Linked DNA regions of Sus scrofa: all the other regions are linked to region 2. Evidence: chromatin contacts called from public Hi-C and HiChIP or PLAC-seq data. All regions are on one chromosome and are shown on one strand. Each heading gives the region's core, a stretch centred on a gene start, on an enhancer-like site or on the middle of the called end of the contact. The rest is flanking DNA. Distances are from core to core; before and after follow the strand shown.

What was found. A called contact is a pair of places that touch in the nucleus more often than the background predicts. HiChIP or PLAC-seq counts read pairs in DNA pulled down with a chosen protein or histone mark.
Region 1: a contact with region 2 is called in a Hi-C map of liver, with 1.7 times the contacts expected there. The contact joins two enhancer-like sites. A contact is called at or near these places in 4 of 47 Hi-C or Micro-C datasets (embryonic fibroblasts, liver, mesenteric adipose tissue and 1 more).
Region 3: a Hi-C map of subcutaneous adipose tissue shows a contact between it and region 2, with 2.0 times the contacts expected there. The contact joins two enhancer-like sites. A contact is called at or near these places in 6 of 47 Hi-C or Micro-C datasets (embryonic fibroblasts, epiblast stem cells, fetal skeletal muscle and 3 more) and 1 of 2 datasets of contacts at active chromatin or transcription factors (alveolar macrophages).
Region 4: a contact with region 2 is called in an H3K27ac HiChIP or PLAC-seq map of alveolar macrophages. The contact joins two enhancer-like sites. A contact is called at or near these places in 1 of 47 Hi-C or Micro-C datasets (mesenteric adipose tissue) and 1 of 2 datasets of contacts at active chromatin or transcription factors (alveolar macrophages).

The regions. Positions count from the first base shown.
Region 1 is chr6:75,301,508-75,305,133 of Sscrofa11.1, reverse strand. No RefSeq gene overlaps it. Among named protein-coding and RNA genes, the nearest start is that of EPHA2, 24 kb to the right of the region's middle. Within about 2 kb of position 1,748, at least 48 of the 83 cell types and tissues checked have an H3K27ac peak or open chromatin away from gene starts, as enhancers often do. A contact at or near this core is called in embryonic fibroblasts, liver, mesenteric adipose tissue and 1 more, where this site is marked.
Region 2 is chr6:74,969,165-74,972,551 of Sscrofa11.1, reverse strand. No RefSeq gene overlaps it. Among named protein-coding and RNA genes, the nearest start is that of FBLIM1, 41 kb to the right of the region's middle. Within about 2 kb of position 1,666, at least 60 of the 83 cell types and tissues checked have an H3K27ac peak or open chromatin away from gene starts, as enhancers often do. A contact at or near this core is called in alveolar macrophages, embryonic fibroblasts, liver and 3 more, where this site is marked.
Region 3 is chr6:75,365,211-75,368,693 of Sscrofa11.1, reverse strand. FBXO42 (F-box only protein 42) reads left to right here. Exons shown (of 10, transcript XM_003127635.5): 10 at 1-3,483. Among named protein-coding and RNA genes, the nearest start is that of RSG1, 16 kb to the right of the region's middle. Within about 2 kb of position 1,608, at least 36 of the 83 cell types and tissues checked have an H3K27ac peak or open chromatin away from gene starts, as enhancers often do. A contact at or near this core is called in alveolar macrophages, embryonic fibroblasts, mesenteric adipose tissue and 2 more, where this site is marked.
Region 4 is chr6:75,324,095-75,327,642 of Sscrofa11.1, reverse strand. It overlaps ARHGEF19 (rho guanine nucleotide exchange factor 19), which reads left to right. Exons shown (of 16, transcript XM_021095415.1): 3 at 237-518; 4 at 688-796; 5 at 872-948; 6 at 1,267-1,529; 7 at 2,304-2,464; 8 at 2,548-2,700; 9 at 2,979-3,108; 10 at 3,254-3,328; 11 at 3,503-3,548. Among named protein-coding and RNA genes, the nearest start is that of ARHGEF19, 9.4 kb to the left of the region's middle. Within about 2 kb of position 1,907, at least 72 of the 83 cell types and tissues checked have an H3K27ac peak or open chromatin away from gene starts, as enhancers often do. A contact at or near this core is called in alveolar macrophages, where this site is marked.

The DNA of each region.
Region 1 (3,626 bases), core at 499-2,998, 330 kb before region 2:
GCCTGAGGGAGAGGGAAGCTGTGGCATCTTCTGCCGGCCCATCTAACATTATTCAGCAAGGGATCATTATGCTCAGGACGCAGCTCCATCGTCCCCTGAGGCAGTGGGGTCCAGCTTCCGAGCTCTCACTTCAGCCGGCTCTGGGCTCCCAGCATTAGCAGAGTCTGAGGTGTGGACATGGCGAAGGGCCAACGTCAGGGCAAGGTCAGGACTTGGAAGAACCTAGCCCGTCCAACAGGGGAGTGGGCAAGGCTGCCCTGTAGGGGGCGTCAGGGTGGGAGGCGGGGGTGGCCTCTGGACAAGTAGCCCACACTGGAGGCTTAGTGCCCACGCCCTGGTGCTGGTCGTGGCATGTCACCCCTGCTTCAGAGGGCGTCTTCTTGTTTGCTTGGGAGGAATGAATGAAATTGTTATGTCATGAGCAGCACGGTGGGCACCGTCCCGGACTGGCAAGCGGGGCTGGGAAGGCGGAGGGAGAGGGCCTGGGAACCGGGATTGCTCAACAAATGAAGAGGGAGGAGTGGGAAGTGAGCGGTGGATTGAATAAAGGAGTGAATCAGTGAATGAATAAGTGAGCCAGTGAATGAATGAATCAGGAAGCTAATGCCTGAATAATTAGCAACACCTAGGTAGCTCTCACTACATCCCGACATCCCGACACTGTTCTATGCATTTTACTTGCCTGAATTCACTCGGTCTCACAAAAACTTTCTGAAGCAGGCTGTATTATTACCTCCAGATCACGGAGGCACAGAGAAGTTAAGCAACTTACCCAAAGTCACACAGCTGGTAAGTGAGTTGAAATTTGAACCCATGCAGCTTGGCTCCAGAGTCTCTGGGTACCAAGTGGGAACATAGCCCCAGGACCTTGGGGAGAGTTCATACCGGAGGGGTGGGAAGATGGACTCTGCTGTCTGGACCTTGAGGTTTCAGACTTCATATTATTCAGCAGATCATTCCTTTATCCATTTATTCTGTATACCTGCTCTTCCCTCACTGATGCATCCATTCACTGAGGGCTGGCTCTGGGAGAGGGAGGGGTGAGATAAATGATTCTGTTCTGCCCTGGCAAAATGTGTGCTTCAGGGTTCAGCTCAAGTGCCACCTCCTCCAGGAAGCCTTCTTGGAGTTCCTCTGCCAAAGGCCTGAAGACCTGTGGGCTTCCCCTAGTATTATTTTCCTGTGCCTGCTTCCCTTATCAGCTGGGCAGTGATTTGCTGTGAATTCTTTTTTTTTTTTCATTTTTGGCCACCCTGTGGCATATGGGGTTCCCAAACCAAGGATTCGATCTGAGCCAGTCATGACCTAAGCCGCAGCTGCAGTGTCCAGGGACTTTTAATTCACTGTGCCAGGCTGGGGATCGAACCAGGATCCCAGCACTCCTAAGAGCCCACTGATCCCATTGTACCACAGTGGGCACTCCTTGCTGTGAATTCTTGATATACCATTGGTGCTCAATAAAAGCTCAATGAGGCACCCTGTTGCTGGCTGGGCTTCCTCTGAGTACTGCCCCTGGCACCCTTCCCCTCCATTGCCCTGCTCTCTGCTGCTTCCTCTCCTCACTCCAGCCAGGATGCCCCGGTGTCTGGGCACACCCCCCAGAGACCCTCCCTTCCTGCTGGTGAGTGGAAACTCCCCGGGTACTGGTTCCAGCCAGGGGCCACGGTCAGCTGGACTGGGATTCACCCCTGTCCTGGGAGGGAGAGGAACTGGGCCCGCCCTAGCTCAGCAACCGACAGCAGCCTCTTCCTTTGCTGGCTGAATGTTTGTTTTCAAATTCCTGAGGGCTGTGTCACCGGCACCCCTGTCCCCGCTGGCCCCCAGCCTGCCTTCGCTTCCTTCCTCCCCTTGCTTGACCAGGCTGGTCTGCCGGCTGGGGCTCTGGGCCAAGCTTCTGTCCTGCTGCCCACCAGCTAGAGCCTGAGCCTTGAGCTGGCGGACTGGGGAGCCCCAGAGACGAGACAGGGAGCTCAGGAGCCCTCCCCAGCTCCTCTGCAGAGCCCAGGGAGAGGCCATCTCTTCTTGCTTTTCAGGGAACAGTGGTAAGGTATAACAAGCTGGTAGCCAGGACTAGTTCTTTTCTTCATTTTTTTTTTTTTTTGCCACACTGATGGCATGCAGAAGTTCCTGGGCCAGGAATTGAACCCAGACCACAGCTGTAACCAAAGCCACAGCAGTGACAACTCCAGATCCTTAACCCACTGAGCCACAAAGGAACGCCCAGGACTAGCTGAAAACAGGGCTGTGTTAGCCAGACTGGGCCAGCCTGGTCCTGACCCAGGAAGCCCAGCACAGGTCAGACCTAATTCAAACCCTTCCCGACTGGGAGTCTTGGACAGGTAGGTGGTGGGTCTCAAATGTGAACCCTTGTGCATTAAAATCCCCCAGAGACCTTGACAAAAATACAGACTCCTGGGCCCTGAATTTCTGATTCCGTGCATCTGAGGGAGGGCCTGGGGATCTGCATTTTTAGCTTGTAAGACAAAGCCAGGTTAGACAAAATTGGTTCTTTTTTTTTTTTTTTTTTTTTTTTTTTTTGGTCTTTTTGTTATTGTTGTTGTTGTTGCTGCTATTTCTTGGGCCGCTCCCGAGGCATATGGAGGTTCCCAGGCTAGGGGTTGAATCGGAGCTGTAGCCACCAGCCTACGCCAGAGGCACAGCAACGCAGGATCCGAGCCGAGTCTGCAACCTACACCACAGCTCACGGCAACGCCGGATCGTTAACCCACTGAGCAAGGGCAGGAACCGAACCCGAAACCTCATGGTTCCTAGTCGGATTCGTTAACCACTGTGCCACGACGGGAACTCCCAAAATTGGGTTCTAATCCCAGCTAACCTTCTCACCTTCAAGAACTGCAGGATCCAGTTTGGTTGGCACCAGCCACAGGGGGCCATTTAAATTTAAATTAATTAAGATGAGGAGTTCCCATTGTGGCTCAGTGGGTTACAAACCCAACCAGTATCCATGAGGATGTGGGTTCGATTCCTGGCCTCCCTCAGTGGGTTACGGATCTGGCATTGCTGCAAGCTGCAGTGCAGGTCGCAGATGTGGCTTGGATCCCGGGTTGCTGTGACTGTGGCATGCCGTTCCAATTTGACCCCTAGCCTAGGAACTCCCATGTGCTGCAGGTGTGGCTGTAAAAAGACCAAAATAATAATAATAATAGTAAATTAATGACGATAAAAAAAAAATGAAAGCCAGTTCCTCAGGGGCATTGACCACATTTCAAGGGCTCGGGAGCTACACGTGGCGAGTGGCCACCACATGGCGCAGAACAGCTATGGAACATTGCCCTCGGACCATCGTTCCACCCACAGAAAGTTCTCTTGGAGAGCGCTGTTCTAGAATGCACGCAGCTCAAAGGCAGAGATTTCCATGTGCTCTACTCCCTGCTGTCCGAGGCATCCAGCACAGTGCTGGCAACAACTGAGGATCAATACAAGCATTTTTTTAAGGTCGCACTGAAACATATGGAAGTTCCCAGGCTAGGAGTTGAATCAAAGCTGTAGCTGCCAGCCTACACCACAGCCACAGCCACGCCAGATCTGAGCTGCGTCTGCAACTACCCTGCAGCTCATGGCAATGCCAGTTCCTTAACCCACTGAGCAAGGCCAGGGATCGAACC
Region 2 (3,387 bases), core at 417-2,916:
GGAGGTTCCCAGGCTGGGGTCGAATCGGAGCTACAGCTGCCGGCCTTCATGCCAGCCACAGCAATGCCAGATCCTTAACCCACTGAGTAAGGCCAGGGGTTGAATCCGCAACCTCATGGTTCCCAATCGGATTCGTTTCCGCTGCGCCAAGACAGGAACTCCCCCATCCTCCTTTAAATCCATGACCTGAGTCCTGAGTGGGCCCTTGATGCTGCTCAATATCAAGGTCATCCACTCCCCTTGACTATGGACCCTTTTCTCAGTGAAATGGGGACATCGATGATCCTGCCCCTGGAGCTGTTTGCTATATTAGCACTGCCACATGGTAGGCCTTCAATCAGTGACAGCCACTGGGGACATTATCTCTGGTCCTCTGTCCAGGAGCTCCCTGGTGACCTGGTCTCCAAAGAGGCTGTCCCTGCAGTCATTACTTTGTTCCACTGGCTGGGCAGCCACAGGTTCTTTGCCACCTGGGATCCTTCTGTGGATGGGGGAGGGGACGTGGCTGGGGGCGGGAGGGGGAGGGCTGTGCTCAGAGCAGGCAGGCAGAGGGAAGGCTGTGACCGCCTGCAGCCCAGGTCCACGTGATGGGTGGAGAATGAGTCAGCCCCAAATGGAAACTTACCAGGGCCTCAGAAAGGGAGTGTGGAGGAGTTGGGGGAGTGCAGACAGCCGGCACCCCGAGCCTGGACCTGCAAGGAGGAGGGCCGCCCCCAGGAACCCAGGCTGCGCCTCCCCCCAAGGTGCTGAGCTCAAAGCCCAGAGGAAGGAGGAAGTGTGAGCCTTGCTCCCGTGACTCACTTCGTCCCTCGGGGCAAAAGTCAACTCTCACCCCTGCAGGAAGCTCACCCGCCTTCCCCTCCCCTGAGGGGATCCTCCGCCCTGGGTCAGCCTGTTCAAAACACTGACCTAATTCTTCCACCCACACCCTTCGCTCCTCCACCTTGAGATGTTTGCAGACACCTGCCTGGGTCCACAAGCAGGTCTTGGGAGATCATGGAGACAGCTGGAGGGGGTGGGAAAGCCCTGTTCTGGAAGTCAGGACACCTGGGCATGATGCTACCTGCTGTGTGAGCCTGGCAGGACGCACACCCTCTCTGGGCTCTAGTCTCCACTTCTGTGCGAATAGGCAGTTGCACTCAATGTGTTCTGGTTCCCGGCTCCGGAATTCCACCAGGGCTTGGGGTTCCTGCACCTGGCTATTGCCTTCAGGGTTTCAGTCCCACCCTCTGCACACAGCCCTGGAGGTCCTTTCCGACTTGGTCCTACCCTGGACTGGATCTCATCCTCGCCCCTTCTCGCACCCCCAGCAACATGCAAATGCCCCACTCAGAGAGCAAACACCTGGAATGCTCTGGAACAGCACCTGACTGGCAGATCCCCACTCATCCTGCAGTGGATGTCATGCTCTCTCCAGTTTTCTTGTCCTGACCTGTCAGCTGTATGCATCTCTTCCTCATTAAACTGAGTTCTGTGCCATGGGCAGTGACCGGCACACAGAAGGGGTCAAAGAATATTTTATGAATGAATGAACAAACAAATGCATGAGCTGGAAGCTCCTGGCCAGCCAGGTCCTTTGTTTGTCTTTTCCACGTGGCGCTAGGGGCAGGCCACCCGAGTTCTGCCCTGCCCAGGGGTTGGGGAGAGGGTGCTCGTTGAGAGGTGTAGGTTTTCAAGGGAGGTTCCAGCTGGGCTCAGCCAGGCCACAGCCCTGAGCTGCCTGGCCCATGACTCACATCCCCAAGCAAAGCTTTCATAACCCTCCCCGGCCTTTCTGGACCTGCCTTCTGAGCAGGCCTTCAGACTAATACCTCTCAGGTTTCTCTCTAGCTCCAGCCAGTCTCTGCCTGGGAACTTGAACTTTGCAACAGCCGCCCACCCCCCTCCCACCCCGGTTTTAAAGGACCAGATCAAGATTCCTGGGCTCTATTGTATTTTCTTTCCTGAGGAATTTGTGTTCTGTTTACAGAATGGAAAAACATTGCCACCCACACTGGCTCAAGGTCATCCTGATTTTTTGAGATCCCTCATTTGGCATCTGCTTGCTGTCTGCTGGGGTGGAGAGGAGCCCTAGCCCTCCCCCCACGGCACCCTAAGACTCCCAGGCCACCAGGGTTGGGGAATGCTAGCCTCAAAGCTTTGTTTACACTGCCAGTCTGGCCAAAGCCATGTAGGGCCACCAGGGGCTTGCTCCAGTCCTGAGAACAATTGAGAACCATCAGGAATCCCCATAAATTGGGCTGGGGTTCCCCACCTTACCTTCCCTGCCTTCTCCTCCATCCATGGAACCCCTCCTCCTTTTCCAGACGCTGCCCCCCGCCTCAAACAGTGCCCTTTGCAGAAAAGCATTCAATGGCTTCCTTTGTCCTGTGTCCTCTTGTCAATGGTGGGCAGTGACTCCTGGAACTCACAGGCTTCTCTTTTTCCAGTTACATTTTATTGTTTTATTTCTTTTATTTTATTTATTTTTGGTCTTTTTAGGGTTGCACCCATGGCATATGGAAGTTCCCAGGCTAGGAGTCGAATAGGAGCTATAACTGCTGGCCTACACCACAGCCACAAGGTCAGATCCAAGCCTCCTCTTCGACCTACACCACAGCTCACAGCAACACCAGATCTCTAACCCACCACGTGAGGTCAGGGATCCGACCCACGTCCTCATGGATACTCGTTGGGTTTGTTACCACTGAGCCACCACAGGAATTCCCTTCTAGTTACTTTTAAAAATAATATATATTTTTCTTTTTTGCTACAGCTTGCAGCATCTTTTTTTTTTTTTTTTTTTTTTTTTGTCTTTTTGCTATTTCTTGGGCCGCTCCCGCGGCATATGGAGGTTCCCAGGCTAGGGGTCTAATCGGAGCTGTAGCCACCGGCCTATGCCAGAGCCATAGCAACACGGGATCTGAGCCGCGTCTGCAACCTACACCACAGCTCACGGCAACGCCAGATTGTTAACCCACTGAGCAAGGGCAGGGATCGAACCTGCAACCTCATGATTCCTAGTCGGATTCGTTAACCACTGCACCACGACGGGAACTCCAGCTGCAGCCCCTTAATGTGGGATCTCAGTTCTCAGACCAGGGATTGAACCCAGGCTGCATCAGGTAAAACAATGGGTCTTAACCATTACACTGACCACCAGGGAGCTCCCCAATAATAAATGTTTAATTTTGGAATAATTTTAGATTTCCAGAAATGTTACAAAGATCACACGGAGAGTGTACCTTACACACTTCACCAGTTTCCTTTCTGATAACAGCTTGTTGGCTTTTGGTTTTTTATTTGGGCTTTTTTTTTTGGCCAAGCCCATGGCATGAGGAAGTTCCTGGTCCCCAGATTGAACCCAAGCCGCAGCAGTGACAATGCCAGATCCTCAACCTGCTGAGC
Region 3 (3,483 bases), core at 359-2,858, 400 kb before region 2:
TTCAGATAAAATTGTTGCTGTGTTTTAGCAGAGGCTGCGCTGCCTTTTTCTACCTTGCTGGTCTGGTAACTGGACCAAGAATTTAGGGAACAGACTAATACCAGAACTTTCCTAAAGAAGCTGAAGAACCACCTGTAAGTCTTATTTGGCCTTTGCAGAGTTAGAAAAAGAAAGGTCATGTGTAAGATGCACAGGTAGAGGTTTCAGATCCACATGCTTCAGGTGCTGGCAGGGTGAAAGTGACCTGTAGAAAACTCTTCCCCCCGCCCCCTTCCCCAGAGGACCTGTGAAAACTCCTTGCAGTAATGCCCTGTGCCGGGCTCCATTCTGCCCTTTGTGACTGAAGAAAGTCACCCAACAAGGGATCTTGTTCCACATTTGTGTGCCAGGATCATCAAGAAGCAATGTTTATGCAGCAGCACCTGTCCACCTAGTGTCCATTGGTCTTTGAGTGCTCCCGCCACATTTCAGAAAACATTCTGGTGTCTGAATGTGGAATTTTCTGACAGTCTTATTTGGTTGCAGTTGCCAAAAACCACATTTGTTCTCTTTTTTTCCTTTCCTTATAACTTGATCCTCAGAGGCTGCCTTTTCCATTTATACACTTTTCCTTCCTTCCTCTCTTCCCCTTTTTCTTTCATTTATGGATTTTTTTTTTTAAGCCCTAAAATCTTTCTCAGTTTCTTTTGACAAAGCTTGGGTACCCAGAGAAATCTCTTAGAAATATTTCTGGAACCCTTTTTCTGGCGTCACTAGGGGGCCAGTCGGGAATTTCAAGATACTGGTATCGTGAGAAATCCTTGAAGCATCAAAAATTACTGTTTTGTTCCTTATGGTTCTTTCTGTTTCCAAAGCACATTGGACATACCCATCCATGTTTGTAGAATGTGGAAATTAATCTTGGGAGAAAATCCTAAACACTACCTTTTAGAAATGATTTTTGCCCTTAATTGTGATATTCATTCTTCTGTCTGGCTGTTGAGTGTGTTTGGGTTGAATATCATGTGCTTGGCCTCTTCGATGCATGGCTTACCTTGGGAGCAGCTCCTTTGTGATTGTATTGTTCACCCGTCACCCAGACAAGGCTTGGGTTTTTACTTTCATGTCCTTTCTGAGATAATGTGTAACCAACTAGAGCATTTCTTCGGTTGATACAGGAAAGTACAAGCTTCCAGTCTCTAAAGCAGAGTCTGGACGTAGGAGATCTCGTTGACACCACTTAAATGTGGATTTTTTCTTTCTTGCTTTTTTTATTTTTTTTTGGTGATCTCTCATCAGTGGAAAGAGAATTTTTATTTTGCCTTTAGGTCTTAAATATCGAAACATTGCATTTCTCATCCCCACACTCCCCTTTTTCTTATTAGCATTTCCCAAGAAGAAGCCTGCTACAGCTGGCCCTGGGTCCTGGCTCCCAGCCAGCTCCTAGCAGTCTTTTAAGTATGTTTTCTCCTGTTACATCATGTTGAATCCTTTCTCCTAGCCATTAGCTTTTACAGTGTGGTCTTGATGGCAAAGCCCCCTGGTGCCAAGCCCACGAAAGGGCCAGCTCATGGGGAGGCATGTGTTCCAGAAACTGCTGTCTGTGCTCCTTTAGATACGGAGACTACCATGTGCCTACTCACTGTGGTGTCCAACTGCTCCCAGCTCAGCACTTAGCTTTCCAGACTCTCTGCTCTGGGCCTGTCGCCAATCCTTCTTTAGCAGAGACTGTTAGCCCGTGCCGGGGTCCTGATTCACAAGAGAAAGCTAGCCTAGATTAGCAATTTCAGCATTACTACTCTTGCTGAACTTTCTTTATGACGTTGCATTTGTGCATGGACAGTGCCTCCACACTCAGTTCCTACTTAAACAGATAGTATTTGGAAGCCTGAAAGTTCAGAATCTCAACTTTGTCGTCTTTCCCTTTGTCCTGTGGCCTTCCTAAGCGCTCTTAACTTGCTGATTCCTTCTACTTTCCCCAAGTAGGCAGGCAACAGAGACAGTATCTCTCTTAGAAAGTAGCTTGGCTCCTCGGAACTTCATGGCATCCCAGTATTACCAACTCCACTTGGAACCAGACTGTCAGTTTACAGCTCTCCAAGAAAAATCTGCCTCTTCCACACCGGGCGGTGGGTCCTGGTGGCTCCTAGGCACTGTGGGCGTGTACCTTGGGAGAGCGACTCGGCGCAGTCACGGTGTCTCCTCAGGCCCTCGTGCAGCCACGTGAGCAGTGAAACTTCAGGCGTCTCAGCTGAGGTGACTGTTTCCACAGCACCATGGATGCTTCAGTCAGATCAGATTTAACCACAGCTCTGGTTTTGACATGATGCCAATTTTGTCTTAAAATTCACTGAGGAAAATGAGACAAAATATTTTTTTAAACCCTCAGGAGCACCTAAAGTAAATATTTATCAGTATTTAAGTATTTAAAATACGTTTTGTTTCTACTTGAAGCTTTAACCCCTTCCATTCCTGCAAGTGTGCCTTGAGAGCCCCCACGTCATATTGACTCTACTGGCCACCTTGTTGACCTCGTGAGAATTTTAGTCACTTCCTACCCTCTTGAACAGAGCTTCCTGTTTTCTCATTTTGCAGGCTGTGCAGCAGGGAGGGTTCTCTGTTTTTTTCTCATGTTTCTACCCTGCTTCTGCACTTGGGTGATGGGCTTCACAACTCCCCCACCCCCACACCACATTTGGGAGCGCAAATTTGGTGTCAGAACAAGCTTAAATTCAGTTGTGAGGCAATAGTGGGCTTTAGTACCCTCTTCCCAGCCCTCTACGGATTGATTTGATTTTAATGTTTGAGTTTTATATCAAGAGCTGAAACCATGAACTATCTTAGGACTGTGTTGAAACTCTTTAAAAGAAGAAGAGGAAGAAAGAAAAGCAACTCAAGTCTTGACTTTGAAGGACAGAAAGCCACCAGCTGATGGAAAAAAGGGGATGCTTCCCTTTCCTTTGCCTGAATCTTTCTGGGTTTCCTTCTGCTTTGCTTCTTTCCTTCCCCTTCAAAGAGATATTCCTGGTTGGTTTGTCTGTCTGTCCCTGTCCTTGTGGTGATGCTGGCATGATTGATGTGCCCTGCTTTGTGTTACCTGTGGTCTCTTACCAGCGCACAAGTCAGTGGGGAGGATCTGAACACACCCTGGGGCAAGGAAGCCGAAAGTCCAGGCCCGCACCCCATGCAGCCTCCCCGGGAACTGCAGAAGGCATGTTCTGCATGGTCACCTGTAAGTGGCTCCATCTCACCACATTCATTGTCAAATGAGAGCAACCCTTAGGCACTGGCTCCGCTGTACCCTCTCTCTTCGCTCTGCTCCCCTCCCACCAACCAGGGTTCATGTCAGTGCACACCTGCTGTGCCCTGGCGAAGCTGGTGCTGTGAGTGATGTGTCCCCTACACCTCAGGGGTCCTGGGTGGCTTACCCTGAGATGATCATTTTAGGCACATAATGGTGTAGGAATGAAAAGTGGATTTGATTTCATTGATATTTAAATCTCT
Region 4 (3,548 bases), core at 658-3,157, 350 kb before region 2:
TCCTGCGTTGCTGTGGCTGTGGCTGTGGCCAGCACCTGTAGCTCTGATTTGACCCCTAGCCTGGGAACTTCTATATGCTGCAAGTGCGTCCCTGAAAAGCAAAAAAACCCAAATACCATTGGCCTCTCTCTTGGGCACCTGTCCCCATCCCCAGTGCTCAGGGCCAGTGGCAGGGAGGAGGTGGGGAGAGACCCCAGTGGATGCCAGCCTGTGCTCTCTCTCCTACCCCTCTGCAGGGCGCAAGATGCGGGTGTACCAGCGAGAAGAGGCCCTTGGCAGTCCCGAGGCCCATGCTGTCTTCCTGGAGCCTAGCCAGGCGACAGAGCAGGCCCTGAGCACAGAGGAGCCGAGGCCGCTGGAGCTACCTGGGCCCACCCGAGTGGGCCTTGAGGGGCCTGAGCGAAGGCGCTTCTCAGCCTCTGAGCTGATGACCCGGCTGCACTCGTCCCTGCGCCTGGGGCGGAATTCAGCAGCCAGGGCAGTGACCCCAGGGCCAGGCACTGGAACTGCTCGGGAAGGTACCAGCTTCTCCCCTGGGCCCTCAGAGCAGTCTAAGAGCCAGATGGGGAGTGGGGCACGACTCACACACACTGGACCTTGAGGCTGGGGCTGGTCAACTGGGGTGTGGTGTCCCCACGCCCAGGGCCACTGTCAGGGCCACCCTCCCTCAGCTCTCCCCCTCTCCAGGGAAAGCATCTGGAAGGGAGTCACGCAGTGTAGAAATGAGGTTTGACGCTACCGTGATGCCGGCACCTGTTGACCCGAGTGGGGGCCATGGCAGCTGGCCTGAGCCCAGGTACCACCTCCCAGCCCAGTACCCAGTCTGAGGCAGGGTACTGGACAAGAAGGGCCCTGACACTCCCTTTCCTAGGCTGGGCGCGCAAGAAGAGTCGGCTCTGGGTTCCGGGAGTGCCAGTGAGCGGCGCCAGTCACGATTCCTCCTCAACTGTACGTGGGAGGGGGTCACCGACTAAGGGGCTGGGGACTTTGGGGTACTGGGAAACTGGGGTTCGGAGAGTTGAAAGGTAGGGCTCTTGTAGGAGGGAAAGAATTGAACTCTCGGTATGCAGCACAGGAGCTAGTATGCAGTTGGTGCTCACGCAGTGTTTGTGGAATGAGTGAGTGAATGAATGAGTTCACTGTGTCCCGCTATCCGAACGGTCGGAAAGGCTGGTTAAGTAAGGCGGGCCCTTGGGGGAGCCGGGGAGGAGCCGGGCCCGGCTGCCGGGCGCCCCACGGCCCTCTCCCGCCCCTCTTCCCGCCCAGCCGTCCTCTACCAGGAATACAGCGACGTGGCCAGCGCCCGAGAACTGCGGCGGCAGCAGCGCGAGGAGGAGGGCCCGGGGGACGAGGCCGAGGGCGCAGAGGAGGGGCCCGGGCCGCCGCGCGCCAACCTCTCTCCGAGCAGCTCCTTCCGGGCGCAGCGCTCGGCGCGAGGCTCCACCTTCTCGCTGTGGCAAGACATCCCCGACGTGCGCGGCAGTGGCGTCCTGGCCACGCTGAGCCTGCGCGACTGCAAACTGCAGGAGGTGGGCGCAAAGCCGCAGTGGGGCGGGGCCGGCGGGGCTACCAGCCCTGGGGCCCCGAAGGGGTGGGGCCAGCAGTAGGTGGTCCTTGGACTTGGCGACCCGGGCCGTAGGGGTACTAGGCCAGCGGGACTGCAAACTGCAGTGGGTGGGCAAGGGATGCAAAGGGGAAAGTGGGGCCACAAAAAGGGGACTGTCGATGGGGAAGGTGGGTCTAGGACCTGACAAGGCGGGACCTGCTGCAAGCGAGGACACTGGAGCCCTGGAGCCAAAGGCGAGTGGGAAAGCGGGACGGAGGGGCGGGGCCAACAGGGCAAGGCCTAGGATAGGGCACGGCCAGAGACAGAGGCGGGGCAGAATCTGTCTGGGGCCTATGATGGAGGTCTCTGAAACGGAGGGGAGCCATCCCGAGCGCCAAACGCAAGGTGTGAGCGAGACCAGGCGGGGCCTAGGGCAGGGGCGGGGCTTGACGGGAGGGCGGGGCTAATGGGAGGGGCAGCTCTTTGCGAAGACTAGGGTCCAGCAGGATGGGCGGATGGTCAGGGATAGGGCTGCTTGCTAGAGCTTCAGCTGGGTTTGAACGATTGCGAGCAGCAGGAGGAGGGTCCCCCGAACCCTCCCGGGCGCCAGATTGTGGGGTGGGGCTAGACAAGGGGCGGAGACACGAGAGTACTGCTAAGTCTAAAGATGTGGTGTCCAGGGTTTATGGTGTGCGAGGCCAGGGGGTTCAGGATGGGTTGTTTTGGCCTTTTCAACCCTGTGTCCGCCCTCGCTCAGGCCAAGTTTGAGCTGATCACGTCCGAGGCCTCATACATCCACAGTCTGTCCGTGGCTGTGGGCCACTTCTTAGGCTCAGCTGAGCTGAGTGAGTGTCTGGGGGCGCAGGACAAGCAGTGGCTGTTCTCCAAACTGCCCGAGGTCAAGAGCACCAGCGAGAGGTGAGGGAGTGCTCTGGCCTCTCCAGGGTCAGGGACCGAGCCTGCAGTTGGCTCCTGGCCCTGACCCCTTGCTGACCTTTCAGATTCCTACAGGACCTGGAGCAGCGGCTGGAGGCAGATGTCCTCCGCTTCAGCGTCTGCGATGTTGTGTTGCACCACTACCCTGCCTTCCGTCGAGTCTACCTGCCCTATGTCACCAATCAGGCCTATCAGGAGCGCACCTACCAGCGCCTGCTGTAGGGCTGGGCTCTCTGAAAGTGGGGGGTGGGGGGTGGGGAGGATAGAGGAGTCTCAGGCAGCGGTAGGTGCTTGGGTGGGGTGCTGAGTGAGGAAGGGTGGCCTGGGAGGGGAGGGGCACCTGAAAAGGCTCTGTGACCAGGAGAAGGCTAGACCCAACCCTATGGGACAGGAAGGATGTACTGAGAAGGCACCCGAAGAGCCAGTGGGGTGGCTGGAGTCATGGAGCCCAGGAGTTCAGGGCCAGCTGTGATCGCAGACTCTCCCCATTTTCCAGCCTGGAGAACCCCAAGTTCCCCGGCATCCTGGCCCGCCTGGAGGAGTCCCCCGTGTGCCAACGTCTGCCCCTCACCTCCTTCCTCATCCTGCCATTCCAGAGGATCACTCGCCTCAAGATGCTGGTGGAGGTACCTAGAGAGCACCAGGCTGTGGTGAGGGCTGGGTGGGGTAGAAGCCACTGTGCCTTCCATGGCCCCTTCTGGGCACCCACGGCTGGGCAGGCTCACTGGCAGAAGTCATAGCCTGCCTCACTGCACTGACCTCACCCTCCAGAACATCCTGAAGCGGACAGCACAGGGCTCTGAAGACGAAGACATGGCCACCAAGGCCTTCAATGCACTTAAGGAGGTAAGCTTGGCAGGACAGGGGGTGTCTGGCTCCCAAGGGCCTCCCCCGACCCTTTGGGTACCTCTAAGGGAACCCAAGCCTTCAGAGTCTCTGGTTCCCCAGTGGGAACCCGAGGCTGGGCTCTGGGAGCCAGGGTTGGGGAGGCTGCATGTGACCCACCCGTGGCCTCCCCAGCTGGTGCAAGAGTGCAACGCCAGCGTGCAGTCCATGAAGAGAACAG